Regions from separate parts of the Zea mays genome. Here regions 1 and 3 are each linked to region 2. The links are chromatin contacts, called in public Hi-C maps. All regions are on one chromosome and are shown on one strand. Each heading gives the region's core, a stretch centred on a gene start, on an enhancer-like site or on the middle of the called end of the contact. The rest is flanking DNA. Distances are from core to core; before and after follow the strand shown. Region 1 holds the start of LOC100281588 (purple acid phosphatase). Region 2 holds the start of LOC100286294 (40S ribosomal protein S14). Region 3 holds the start of LOC100273774 (Isoleucine--tRNA ligase cytoplasmic).

Region 1 (4,461 bases), core at 470-2,969, 440 kb before region 2:
GAGCTGGAATCTGGTGACAAAGTTACCTGCTGTGGAGCATTGTATCCCTTTGGAATAGCAAACCATTCACTTTCTAGAGGTATATCTGTAGATGGAAACTCTGTGCGCACATAAGAGCTTGTTCGACCAGAAGCAACGCCACTAACCAGGCATGAAAGAACATGTAGCGATAACACGAGCAAACCCCAGCCCCTCATTGATTCAGGATTGGATGCCACTCAGTCTAAAATTACAAAGTTGCAAAAATGATTAAGAGATTCATTGGATTGCAAATGAACTAGTTTTCACTGATCAGAAAACAGAAATATTATACCAATGAACCAGCAACGCTGTATTACTACTACACACAAGACATGGTCAGAAGAACTGAAGAATAGCAACTAAAGTTATTAAATTGTGTAAGAACAGCAGAACATATAGATCTGATTAGTTCGATTCTTTGGTATTAACACGATTAGCCTAAGAATCTAATATCATCACTGCGGTCTTAAATACAATGTCAGAATATGGCTAAAGAAACATTAACGTTGCCTTATTATCGTGATATTGCCAAACCATGACACATCGCCCTTAAATGCAAATATGATTACTCATTTATTACATAGTAAAAGTAGCTGGCAAGTCTTTTGCAGAAACCAATGAAGGAAGAATCTTTTAGAATATCTCATAGAAAAGGAAAACATCCAATTTTCCAGCTATTAGTCTGGTGGACCCTACCCATGACAATATAGATCATAACCATTCGAGGTTACTAGGAACCTATTGTAGTCCAACTAAAAAAGGATAGAAAGAATCTTGAATCATAGAAACAACCATCTTAAGTAAATCTACAGCGCGTACTCTAGTGTGAAAAAAAAACCGAATAGGAGAACACGGCCAAACTACATATTTATTGGCCGTAGAGCTGTCATTCAAGAAATAGTAAGAGCAAACAAATAGAAGAAAGAACATACGGAGCAGCACAAGTGTGCAGATGAGGAAGGACAAACGAAGACAAATAAGTCTCAGGCACCTGATAACATGCACTTCAATTCCAACGACAGTACCTCTTTCTCTTTACTTGGTTTTTTCTTGATGCGCTAAAGGTGAGCAGAAACTAGGAACTATTCTAACAACTGAATTCATTTCTGCTTGGGATTTCATACTCACCATCCATTTAACAAGAGTAGTAATTCTGAGTGATTTTTTCTTAACACATCAGTAGGCTCAGGACACATAACCTTTGCAAAAAGTGTTTGATTTTGTTTATAATAAGTTCTGCACGAACAACAGTTCGCACGAGTTTCGTTGTATCCCCGATTTATTGGGCACCAAGAACTCAAGAAGTAGTGTGGTGCCAGCCAACTAGTGTCGATCTTGAGCCTGATGAAGAAGCAAAGAAACCTAGCCAAAATATGGATAAATGGATTTGGACTAACAGGGCACCACGCAGTACACCAGTACACAACACACCGAACCAACGTAGAGACAGAGACAGAGACAGACAAGATTTGGATCTGCTAGCAAGCGAGACAACTCTTCAGAGAAACGGAGGCCGTCCTAGGATTACCTGCCAACGAAAGAGGAGACCAATTGGCGCCCGGGTGGACCTCCGCACCACGGGGAGATGAGCAATGGCGGCAGTGCACCCTGGAACGGCAGGCGGAGGAGCCTTTCGGCGGGCTCGTGGTCGGCGGTGCTGCCGCAATCACAATCAGACAATCAGTCAGTTTGGCGAGCAAAGCCGTGACGGAACGGCAAATATAAGAGCCCAGCCCACTCATTTGCGACGCCAGCCTGGACCGGGAATCCGGGATGAGTCACATAACTGACAAACGGGTCCCACCTGCGACTGCGACACTCATTAAGGTTGGTTGGCGGCGGGCCCGCCGCCGTCTCTCTCTCCTCTCGTCACCTGACAGATTCCACGGTTTTCTGGGCCGGATCTGATCATCAGGATAGGATAGATCACTAGCCTAGCCCAACTAGACCCAATAGAGCCCATTGCGTTTGAGCCAAAATAAGAGCTCGACCGAAGCCCACTATGAGAATAAACCGAACCGAAGTGCAACCATCCGTCACATCACAAACCGAAAAAGGCCGCGACGAGCCGACCAGCTCTACTGCCCCCTTCCGGCCTTCGGCGACCGTGACGAGCAACGACGACCACGGCGACGATGGCCGCTTCCTCCCTCTGCCACGGGCACTTGCTCCTGTTTCTCCTCGTGTCCGTCACATCGGCCTGCCTCGGTACCGCGGCAGCGCATCAAGCCGGGTAGGTGTCCCTGTCCTTCACCTACGCTCGTTCCGTGATCCGATCGGCCGGATGCTTTGCTGACCGCTCTCCCGATTTGGCGCTTGTCGTTGGTGGCTCTAGGTCTGGAGAGGGTTACACGATCGCCGGCCGCGTCAAGATCGATGGTAAGTGATCCAGCTCCCACTGCCTAGGTTTGCATCGTTTAGGGATTGTATAAGTGTCACTCAGTTCTAAATTAGTTGCTCCTGATGTTGCTCTGGGGTATATCTTTTGCAAGTTTCGATTTAGTGCTCTTTTTGGTTGCTGGATATGCCTGTATTTTGTGTGGATTTCAAACAATTCATTCATGTAACTAAAGCTGCCTATTGAAGCAGTTTTGATTGCTAGGAAATTAGAGGTATGCAAGCATTTACTGAATGTTGAACTGACGCAAATTGATGAGAGCCCGGCTGCTTGTTGGTTTTAGGATCATCCATGGTAAATGATTTTGTGAAGTTTTAACTAAACTTATAGCTTGCAAACTTAAGTACAGCCCTGAATTGTGCAAGTGTGTGTGTGCTTTTCCTGTTCTCTGGTGTTTAATGCAAACTAAAATGAATCAGCAGCTGTGTTCTGTCCGAAAAAAGGGGAGTATACAGATGTAGAAATTCTGTTGTTGATATTTTGATTTCTGCTAATGTCAGTGTAGTAACCTAATGAATTTGCAAGAAGATCTTTCTTTTATGATAGAATGATGCCATGCCAGCATGGTTTGTGATAAGGTGCGTGCAATTGGAGGGGCTCTGATATGTTTTTGTCTGGCTTCTGTCTCTCCACACCACTAAACTAGTTTTCTTGATTTGTGGATATCCGCGTTGCTACGATGTTCTGATCAATGCTTCTGAAATGGTTTGTATGTGTGTTGTTCCCTGAGAGTACTCTTAGCTTATGGATATAGTTATGGGATTTACAGTGAATGATTTGTTAATTTAGGTTTATTGCACCTTGAAGCATGCTTGAAACCTAAATTTCAAGCTGAAAGCTACTATCACATGCTGTCCATCTGATGTTATATATGTGCTATGGCTATAGGCATGAGTGAGAAGGGCTATGGTCTTCCAGCCAAGACATCAAACACAAAAGTGATACTTAATGGCGGCCAAAGGGTTACATTTGCCAGGCCAGACGGCTACTTTGCATTGTATCCTACAAATGATTCATTACCGTAAGTTTCAAGTTTATTTTCCATTTTCTAGCAAATCCACATGTGTTACACTGGTATGGCTCATGCTATCATACCTATGTTTTCAAGTCGCCCGACTAATCGTGATTAGTCAGGTGGGTTGGTTTTGGGTGGCCGATCAGGGCAGGCCGATTAGGACACCTGATCACCCTGGCCGTTTGACCAGTTGACGACTAGCGACGATTAGTCGATCGATCAGGAGCTTCTATCCGACCAGGGTTCGCCGCCTGTCAAATTTTCGTGGGCTTCTTTTGGCAGGCCATGATCGTGTATGGTCTGATTATGTGTCTTCCATGTTGTTCTAAACCTATATCTGTTTATGATCATGTATGGTCTGAAATTATGTCTTCCATGTTCCTTTAAACCTCTCTTCAACGCCTGCATTACTTTAGGGTCATTGGGGAGCTACTGTTTTCAGTTGGATGAACAAATATCTTCTCTTAAATCAGTATTCCAGAATTCGCGAAAGGGCCTCTAGTGAATTGGTTAGGTGGTCTGGGTAGCACTCCTCAGGTCATAGGTTCGACTTCCCGTGGGAGCGAATTTCAGGCTGTGGTTAAAAAAAATCCCCTCGTCTGTCCCACGCCAAAGCATAGGTCTAAGGCTCGGCCTCGGTCGCGGTCGTTCTCACATGGGCTTCGATGCCGCTGTGTATGGGTGGGGTAGGGGTTTGGGGGTTTTCTCGACCTGTGTGAGAAGGTCTTCTTAATACAATACTCGGGGGCTGTCTTACCCCCCGCAGGTCGAGTATTGCAGAATTCATGTCATATGGACTAGTGGATGACTAGGGTCGACCAGAGGTCGATTAGTCGACCTAGTCGTCGACTAATCACGATTAGTTGCCTGGTCGCTCAACCAGAAAACATAGTATCATACATTTATCCATCTGTTGCTGATAAAATTTACCAAGCAAAGAAGCTGTAGCTCTCATCATGTGCATACCATTAATTCTTGTCTACTCTTGGTTATATATTTCCTTGTATATAACCATAGTTCGGTCTTA
Region 2 (4,154 bases), core at 769-3,268:
TCTTATTTCCAATTTCATTCTCCTTTTTAATTATTCAAGTTTGAATATGATTTCAAATGCTAATATGGTTTGAACTCCTTTTAAATTTAAATGCTGTAGGTAAAGAAATTCCAGGATGAATGCAACAGTTCATACAGGGGGTGTTTGGTATAGCTCAACTTTATGAACTTTATAGTTGAGTATCTCTCTGCTGAGCTTCTAAAGTGTTTGGCTTATAGACCGGATTTAGTTTCACTAAAATAAGATGTTCTTTATAAAGGTCTGATATACCCACAATCCAGTCGACCTCGCTCATGGACGCCATGGCCGTCGAATCAACCTCACGATAGTGCGAGCTGGTTCTATGCGGACGCGAGCTGTCCTACTGGGACAACACCCAAGCCACCAACCTCTGCGTCGCCATTGATGGCAAGGGCCTCTCCATGGTCGCGCTAAGCGCGTCCAGGCGAACACCACCTGCCACTAGGCGGCTACTCGTTAGTGGTTGAGAGCCCAGTGCTTGATTCTTCCGTGCAGCAGCAGCTTCCCTCGGCGAATCCATGGCGGCTGGATGAGAACGAAGGAGACCCGGTGTCGTACGCAAGCAGGAGGGAAGGAAACAAAATAAAAGAATGTATCGTTTTTAATGTAATCTGTGGCAATAGTGGGTAAATATTCTATAACTTCACGAGTTTATTAGAAAACATGGTTAGTGAAGCACCCTTTTTACTGCTTTGTTAAAAATACGAAGTTAGCCCCAACTTTACCTATTTTTGTAAAGCTGAGCCATTGAAGCTGGAAGTGTTTGGGTACAATTTTATAGAGCTAAGCTAGATTTCATAAAGCGAAACAGTTTTAAACACCCCATAATTTATATATTTTTTAAGTTAATGACCTAATCATGAGAACTTACATGTTAAATAAATACGAAAACACATCACATATAGTTTGTACTAATCCTATTTTTAACTGAATTTGGGTATTACATAATTGTAGTGATAAGTTTCCAAATATATGAACAATAATTGCATATGTTAGAAGTTTAAAATTGTAGTGGCATGGATCAAAATAACCTAAATTTTAATTGTATATCTGTTCTAGTACATCACTGCATTGGGGTGTACAATGTGGGTGTAAATTTATTTATTTAGAGGACATATCTGGTATACATGGAAGTTTAGTGCACATATTAAATCATCACTATTCATGTTAGATCTAACGTCTCTGGTTGATCATTGCATTTTACAAATAATACCTTCCACCACTACACCCACCACATCGGAGGGCGTATTTAGCAAAATATATCAAACAACTAGAGACGTTAGATGTAAGATGAGTGGTGCCGATTTAATATGTGCACCATATGCACTAAACTTCCATGTGCCCGAGATATGTTGTCATTTATTTATTCCCTCGGTACGGAGACAACCACTTGTCAATTATCACAACCGATCCCTCAAAATTTAGCTCACTATCCCCTCAAATAAAAGTCTCTCATCCTAACTTCTTAACACACTTTAATTGATCCTCTAAATTATCTTTCTATTTTATATTATATTATTATAGACAATAATGAGGCTTTGTGCATATGAAGGTTCAAGAGAGAAGAATGAGAGAGCCCCTCATCTATTGATGGATGATGTAGAGAAGTTGGGTTAAATTGGAGTTGCTCTTAATGTAAAACCCAATTGTGACAAAAAGTACACACGTAAACACATTCTTAAGACCTTGTTTAGATTTAGGAATAGATGTAGTTTTATTTGAAAAATATTTGGTTATATGCGACGAGAGCGAGACAAATAGAATGTTATAAATTGTAGATACAAAACATTGTCTGGCGATTCATACAATCATCTTTTATCTCTTACCCTAAAATTTTAGATAGTCTTATATTAAAAAGTGATGAAATGTCTGAGACAAGGCGGTGAAGATTATAGAGGCTAAATGGACTGTATATCCAGCCCAGATAGCCCAAAGATTTTCAGCCCGTTGGTTGTCCAAGCCACCAAATTACAGGGACGGTCCTAGTGTAAGAACTGTGGCCCAGTGGCAGCAAAAGAAGAGCGAGGGCAAAAGAACTTGCGTTGAGTAAAGGTGGGACTAAACCCTAGCGAGCTGCGGCCTAGTATATAAATGAGCACCACGCGTCTGTCGTCCTTCTGAAGTTTCGGCGGCGGCGTAGGTAGCGGCGGTCTCAACCCCAGGCGAGCTCGGCTCCGGTCACCCGTCGATCCACGCAACCATGGTAAGCGATCCTCTTCTCGTCTGGTTAAGGTTAGTTCGCGGATTAGGCGCAAGCACGGTAGCGGTGGGGGTTCCTGAGAGCGTAGATTTGCTTTGGAAAGTTGTTGATTGGAGCTTATGCTCTGTTGGCTGCTGCATCGCAACCGTGCTTTGTCTTTCGCCGAATTAGCTGACTGTAACGTGTGCTCCTAGATTGAAGACCTAGGTGATGTGCTGGGGCAATTTTGTTGCGAATCTACGCGATGTATCAGTGTTCTAGGTTAAGATGTTTAGCTGTCAAATGTAATATTTGGGATGCGCAGTTAATACCGTGACTATGGAAGTATTGATATGACTAGAGTTAGGGATGCTGATTACCTACTACTTCCGAGCTAAAGAGTTAGAGATGCTGATTGCCTGGGGTCTTGCTTGGGGTTGAATTATTTATGAAACTTGGTCTGTTCACAATATATATCCTGATGGTAGTCTTGTTTTAGTACTTGACACGATTGGCTTGATTAGTATACCGAGACTGATTCGCTGTTGAATTGCTTCTGTCAATGTTCACTCTATGAATCCTAGTTAGTTTTTTTCTTAGTGTAAATCCACCGACAGGCTATTTATTCTCACTATATTGTGTTCAACTAGTATGGCCTTTTGATTCTGTTAGGCTACTAAAATCACAACATGTGTTATGAACTCAGGTTCACTCATTGTGCATGGTGAAATTGTTTCTGGTGGTTGTTAACACGACAATAAATTCGATGTCATCTGATAGTAGTATATGTTTGCAGTCGAGGAGGAAGACCAGGGAGCCCAAGGAGGAGAACGTTACCCTTGGACCCACTGTCCGTGAAGGAGAGTTTGTCTTTGGTGTTGCTCACATCTTTGCATCCTTCAATGACACCTTCATTGTGAGTGCTATATGTTTTTCCCTTTGTATGAGCCTTTTCATTATCTTTCCCATTGTAACTGTGATGGTGTAATATGCAGCATGTCACTGATTTGTCTGGGAGGGAAACTTTGGTTCGGATCACTGGTACCATCCTACAACCTGGGTTCATACTTGACCTAGATGTCAAAAGTATTTAGTTTTAACTATTGTGTGCTAAACTATGTAGGTGGCATGAAGGTTAAGGCTGATCGTGATGAGTCGTCTCCTTATGCTGCTATGCTTGCTGCTCAAGATGTTGCACAGCGTTGCAAGGTATTTGTAGTGAAGCCTGGAATTTCGTCTGTGTATCCAAAGATGATGTTTGCTTAATTAAATTGAAGCTTAGGATTATGTAAGGCTGCTTAGGTTGCTGTGGGCAGATAAGTGACTTGGTCTTGTGTCTTCAGGAGCTCGGTATCACCGCGCTGCACATTAAGCTTCGTGCAACTGGAGGCAACAAGACCAAGACCCCTGGACCTGGTGCTCAGTCTGCTCTCAGGGCTCTTGCTCGTTCTGGGATGAAAATTGGACGCATTGGTAAGAAATCGTAATCTTGCAAGGGCTAGCCGTACCGGTTTGCCCCATTTCAATGAAGTTGTGCTAGCTATCATAACTGGGCACCTCATTGTTTCTGTTTGTTAATGCAACATTCGTGTTATGTGCAGAGGATGTTACCCCGGTTCCCACTGACAGCACTCGCAGAAAGGGTGGTAGGAGGGGAAGGAGGCTGTAGGCGTGTATCCTTGCTATTTGCCATCACTTTGCACTGGCCTCTGGGTAGCGTTGCTGTTTATTAGCTTGCCAAAAGGAGTTTTAATTTTGCTCATTTTGCTCTATGTCGAGGATCATTTACTGTTAGCCGAATCTATGATGTGCATTGATAATGTTTTGGTTGAGGAATTGACAATTATGCTAGTTTTGCTGCCCCGCGGATCTGAGCATGCTTTCCGAATACGAGCGTGTTGTGTGGAGAAATAGTTTCTCTGGAACTGTGGATGTTTGCCTGCCTGCAACGTAG
Region 3 (4,082 bases), core at 518-3,017, 340 kb after region 2:
GGGCCCCGCGTGGGAGTGGAAGGTGGAGTAAGCTGAGCAGCGGGCCCGCGATGTCAGCGATCGAGCACCAGGCGAGCGCGCGGTTAGAGAGGCTGCAAGTGGGACCCGCAAGTCAGCGTGCGCGCGAGCGTGGGGAAAGACACGGCATGGTCCGCGCGGGTGAAAAAGCGTATTGGGCCGAATACGAGTTCAGGGCCCAGTTAGGCTAGGTTTTCTTTATTCTTTTCTTTTCCATTTCTTTTTTTTTCTCCATTTTCAAATCCAATTTGAATTCAAGTTTAAATTCAAATATTGTGAATAACTTGTCCTCAGTTTGAATTGTATAGTTTAATAATATAAGTGTGAAGGGTATTTATTCTGATTTTTATTTTATTTTATGTAGTATTTTTCTCAGTTCTTCCCTTCTCTTAATTCAAACCCTAATTCTCAATTTAGGATTCAAGCTTTCTAGTAATTATTATCTTATTATCATTAACATTATTATTTCATTTAATGCACAAACATATAACTCCAGCATGATGCAATTTTTCTTTTATTTTGGTATTATTGGTTTTAATTAATCACTCTCAATTATATGTGTGCTCTTTTTATGATGCAAATATGGAACATAAAATGAGGAAATCCTCTATGTATTTCTTGTACACAATTTTGAGTATTACAGCACTATAGATGACACTGCTTACAGAATATATTTTGAAATAGGAGATACAATAGAAAATGAGATAGGAGAGATGCTGGAGATAGCCCAATGGTTCTTAGAGATGGCAACGTGTACATACCCGCTAGGTACTGCTTACCCATACCGATATCCGCGAGGTAAAAATATACCCGTTAAAAACCCATACCCGTACCCGCATGAGTAAAAAATCCATCGCGTAACCCCCATCTGATTAGATACCCGCTAAACACATATTAAATAGCATAAATCTAATAAATACATCACATACTTAAAATCATAAAACATTAAATGTGAGTAAATAAAAAAATAAAAAATGAATAATGTAGAAACATGTAAGTTGATCTTATTTTAGCTAATATATATTTATATGTGCTTATTTAAATAGAGTATGTGTACGACAGATGCGAGTATAAATTACCCATGAGTAGGCGGGTATGGGTAGTACGTACCATACCCATATCCGTCTACTCGATGGGTATAGAATTGTGTCCATTAACATACCCACAGGTAAAGAAATCGTCCCAAATCTACCATTATATTGAGTAAAACCCGTGGGGTATACGAGTTTCGGGTACCATAGCCATCATTAATGGTTCTTTGGGTGCTACTACAATACTATGACCCCTTTTGCTAGGGTTCCGATTACTATGAAAACAACTCGGGCTTTGTCTCCTTGGCTTTTTTAAGATGTCACAACCATTTTGTAATTCGTTTAGCAAAATAATTTCTAATGTGTTTCTCTCAAATAGTGTATGAGAAAAATATAGAATGAGCTGATATAAGCTAGGTTTTTAATGACCTGACTTCCAATAAAAAACGACTTCAGTTCTTGAAAGGCTCTCAAGAAAAACCTTTTTTTTACCGTTTGATAGTGTTCATGCTGGAGGTGGAGCTGCCTAAAAAACCATGTCAAAGTAGCTCAACATGCGGGGGAAGGGAACGACGACCGCATAAGGGCTTGTTCGGTTAGCTCTCAATCCATGTGGATTGAGTAGGATTGGATGGGTTTGAATCCCAAACAAGTCAAATCTCTTCTCAATTTTTTCCAATCCCATCCAATCCATGTGTATTGGGAATAACCGAACAAGCCCTAAAAAAAAAGATGAAGATGAAAAAACCGCGTTCGGATTCGGACCCTCCGTAGCACGTGAGCATAGCTTCAGCTGGCCACTAAACCCTCGTCTTCCCCTTCCAAGCGAATCCCATTCCCTACCTTTCGCCGCCGCCTACGCACCATCGCTCGAAACCCTAGCCCCATTCCCCGTCTCGCTCGGAATCCCAGCTACCTCCAGCGCCGCCGCGACTGCAGGATAGGAGGCCATGGACGACGTGTGCGAGGGGAAGGACTTCTCCTTCCCGGAGCAGGAGGAGGGGGTGATCGAGCTGTGGGCGAAGCTCGACGCCTTCCACGAGCAGCTCCGGCGCACGGAGGGCGGCGAGGAGTTCGTATTCTACGACGGTCCCCCCTTCGCCACGGGCCTGCCCCATTACGGCCACATACTCGCCGGTACCATCAAGGACGTGGTCACCCGGCACCAGTCGATGCGAGGCCGCCACGTCTCGCGACGGTTCGGATGGGACTGTCACGGACTCCCCGTCGAGTTCGAGATCGATAAGGCGCTCGGCATCACCAACCGGCAGCAGGTGTTCGACCTCGGCATCGGCAAGTACAACGAGACGTGCCGCAGCATCGTCACCAAGTACGTCTCCGAGTGGGAGGCCATGGTTACACGCACGGGGAGGTGGATTGACTTCAAGAACGACTACAAAACCATGGACCTCAACTTCATGGAGAGCGTCTGGTGGGTGTTTGCCCAGCTATGGGAGAAGGACCTCGTCTATAGGGGTTTCAAGGTCGCATTTCTAACCTCCCTCATAGCTAATTTTTGAGTATGTTGGTTCTCAAAATTCTGAGTTATACAAAGTTTAACAAACGTAGGATTCGATGGATTTAGTTGGACAAGCTTAGCGTTCAGTGAATTGGGAACTTAACAGTGTCTTTGACTGCATAGCGACTGCATTGCAAATTCTGCTGCCTCTCAATGCGAGAAGTACATCTCCTTACACATTTTACTGTTATTATGCTTATATGCTGCTTTATGATTAGATCTATAATTTTGCATATGAGCTTTTAGCTTGCTTTAAATATTGCTTCTGTAAGGTAAGAGAATGCCATTTTTATTTTGTTGATCTCGGCTTTGTGACAGCACACATGTTTCTTTAGGCGTGTGGTGTGGTTGTAATCTTGGGAGTTATGTGTGGCTTGTAGGATAATCTGTGCACTGTAATTGCTGCTAATGTACAGCAAGTACTATTTTTGTACAAATTGTTTTGAACCCTTCTCGACTGAAGAGAAAAACAAGAAACAAATAGAGTATCTGAGGCCATCTCCAGCAGACCGTGTAAACGGCCGTACAAAGTACTGTTTTACATTGTAGATTATACTGTTTGTAGAGTGGAGTTTAAAATAGGGAGTAATATAGGAAGTGGGATAGGGAGTCTGCTGGAGATAGTCTGACAATAGAAATGAGGAAATGGATCTAAGTTATATTTTTGTTCATTGTATTGCAGGGAATTTCTTAAAACCTCATGAACTCTTTGTTCTTGGTATAGGTCATGCCTTACAGCACAGGATGCAAAACTGCACTGTCAAACTTTGAGGCAGCACTGGACTATAGGGTTGGTTATTGGCTTCCTAGCTGACCTAGCTAATTTTATTGTTGCTGTTTATAGTAACTGACTTTTAAGTTGTATCCTAGACTGTTCCTGACCCAGCGGTGATGGTATCCTTCCCTATTGTTGGCGATGCGGACAATGCAGCTCTTGTTGCATGGACTACAACACCCTGGACACTTCCAAGTAACCTAGCGCTGTGTGTCAATGCCAATCTTACATATGCAAAGGTTGGTACTTTGCTGTTTTGAACCCTATTTTTCTTTTCTTTTTGTAATTTTGGTACACTGTCTTCCTATTCCGCTGCATGTCTACAAGCCACCCCAGTTTATTGGATATTTGCCATTCACACACTTCTCAACTTGTAAACTGCTGTTTATTACATTCCATTGAGGACACTTACTGTGTACAAACAGGTTAAAGACAAATCAAATGGAGCAGTATATGTTATTGCAGAATCCAGGCTTGGGCAGTTACCAGTTAAGGCCAAAGCTTCAGGAAAGAAGCAGGCACCTTCAAAGGGAAGCAATATTGAAGCTGTTCAGGATGGTTTGGACAAGGAATCATATGAGCTGTTGTCAAAGATTCCTGGGGTATCCTTGGTTGGCTTAAAGTGAGTACTCTTTTAAATTTAGATCAATCTTGTAGTTGGACTTGTTTACGTAGGATATGATATCCACACCATTATGTTAATGTGATCTACATTACATGTATCATCACTTACCAGCAC

The links. Hi-C and Micro-C count contacts between places; a contact is called where the count stands out from the background.
Region 1: a contact with region 2 is called in a Hi-C map of ear, with 3 times the contacts expected there. The contact joins the promoter of LOC100281588 here to the promoter of LOC100286294 in region 2. A contact is called at or near these places in 2 of 25 Hi-C or Micro-C datasets (ear and leaf).
Region 3: a contact with region 2 is called in a Hi-C map of ear, with 5 times the contacts expected there. The contact joins the promoter of LOC100273774 here to the promoter of LOC100286294 in region 2. A contact is called at or near these places in 8 of 25 Hi-C or Micro-C datasets (bundle sheath, ear, leaf and 2 more) and 2 of 3 datasets of contacts at active chromatin or transcription factors (leaf and seedling).

The regions. Positions count from the first base shown.
Region 1 is chr9:99,577,771-99,582,231 of Zm-B73-REFERENCE-NAM-5.0, reverse strand. LOC100281588 (purple acid phosphatase) reads right to left here and starts at 1,719. Exons shown (of 10, transcript NM_001154507.3): 1 at 1,550-1,719; 2 at 27-223. The coding sequence starts at 197. It overlaps LOC100277198 (ER membrane protein complex subunit 7-like protein), which reads left to right and starts at 2,032. Exons shown (of 7, transcript NM_001407177.1): 1 at 2,032-2,254; 2 at 2,357-2,400; 3 at 3,308-3,440. The coding sequence starts at 2,157.
Region 2 is chr9:99,142,228-99,146,381 of Zm-B73-REFERENCE-NAM-5.0, reverse strand. It overlaps LOC100286294 (40S ribosomal protein S14), which reads left to right and starts at 2,018. Exons shown (of 6, transcript NM_001159181.2): 1 at 2,018-2,224; 2 at 2,997-3,116; 3 at 3,196-3,241; 4 at 3,324-3,409; 5 at 3,544-3,673; 6 at 3,802-4,111. The coding sequence starts at 2,222. The coding sequence ends at 3,869.
Region 3 is chr9:98,800,286-98,804,367 of Zm-B73-REFERENCE-NAM-5.0, reverse strand. It overlaps LOC100273774 (Isoleucine--tRNA ligase cytoplasmic), which reads left to right and starts at 1,767. Exons shown (of 27, transcript XM_008661558.4): 1 at 1,767-2,533; 2 at 3,293-3,358; 3 at 3,439-3,582; 4 at 3,769-3,965. The coding sequence starts at 2,000.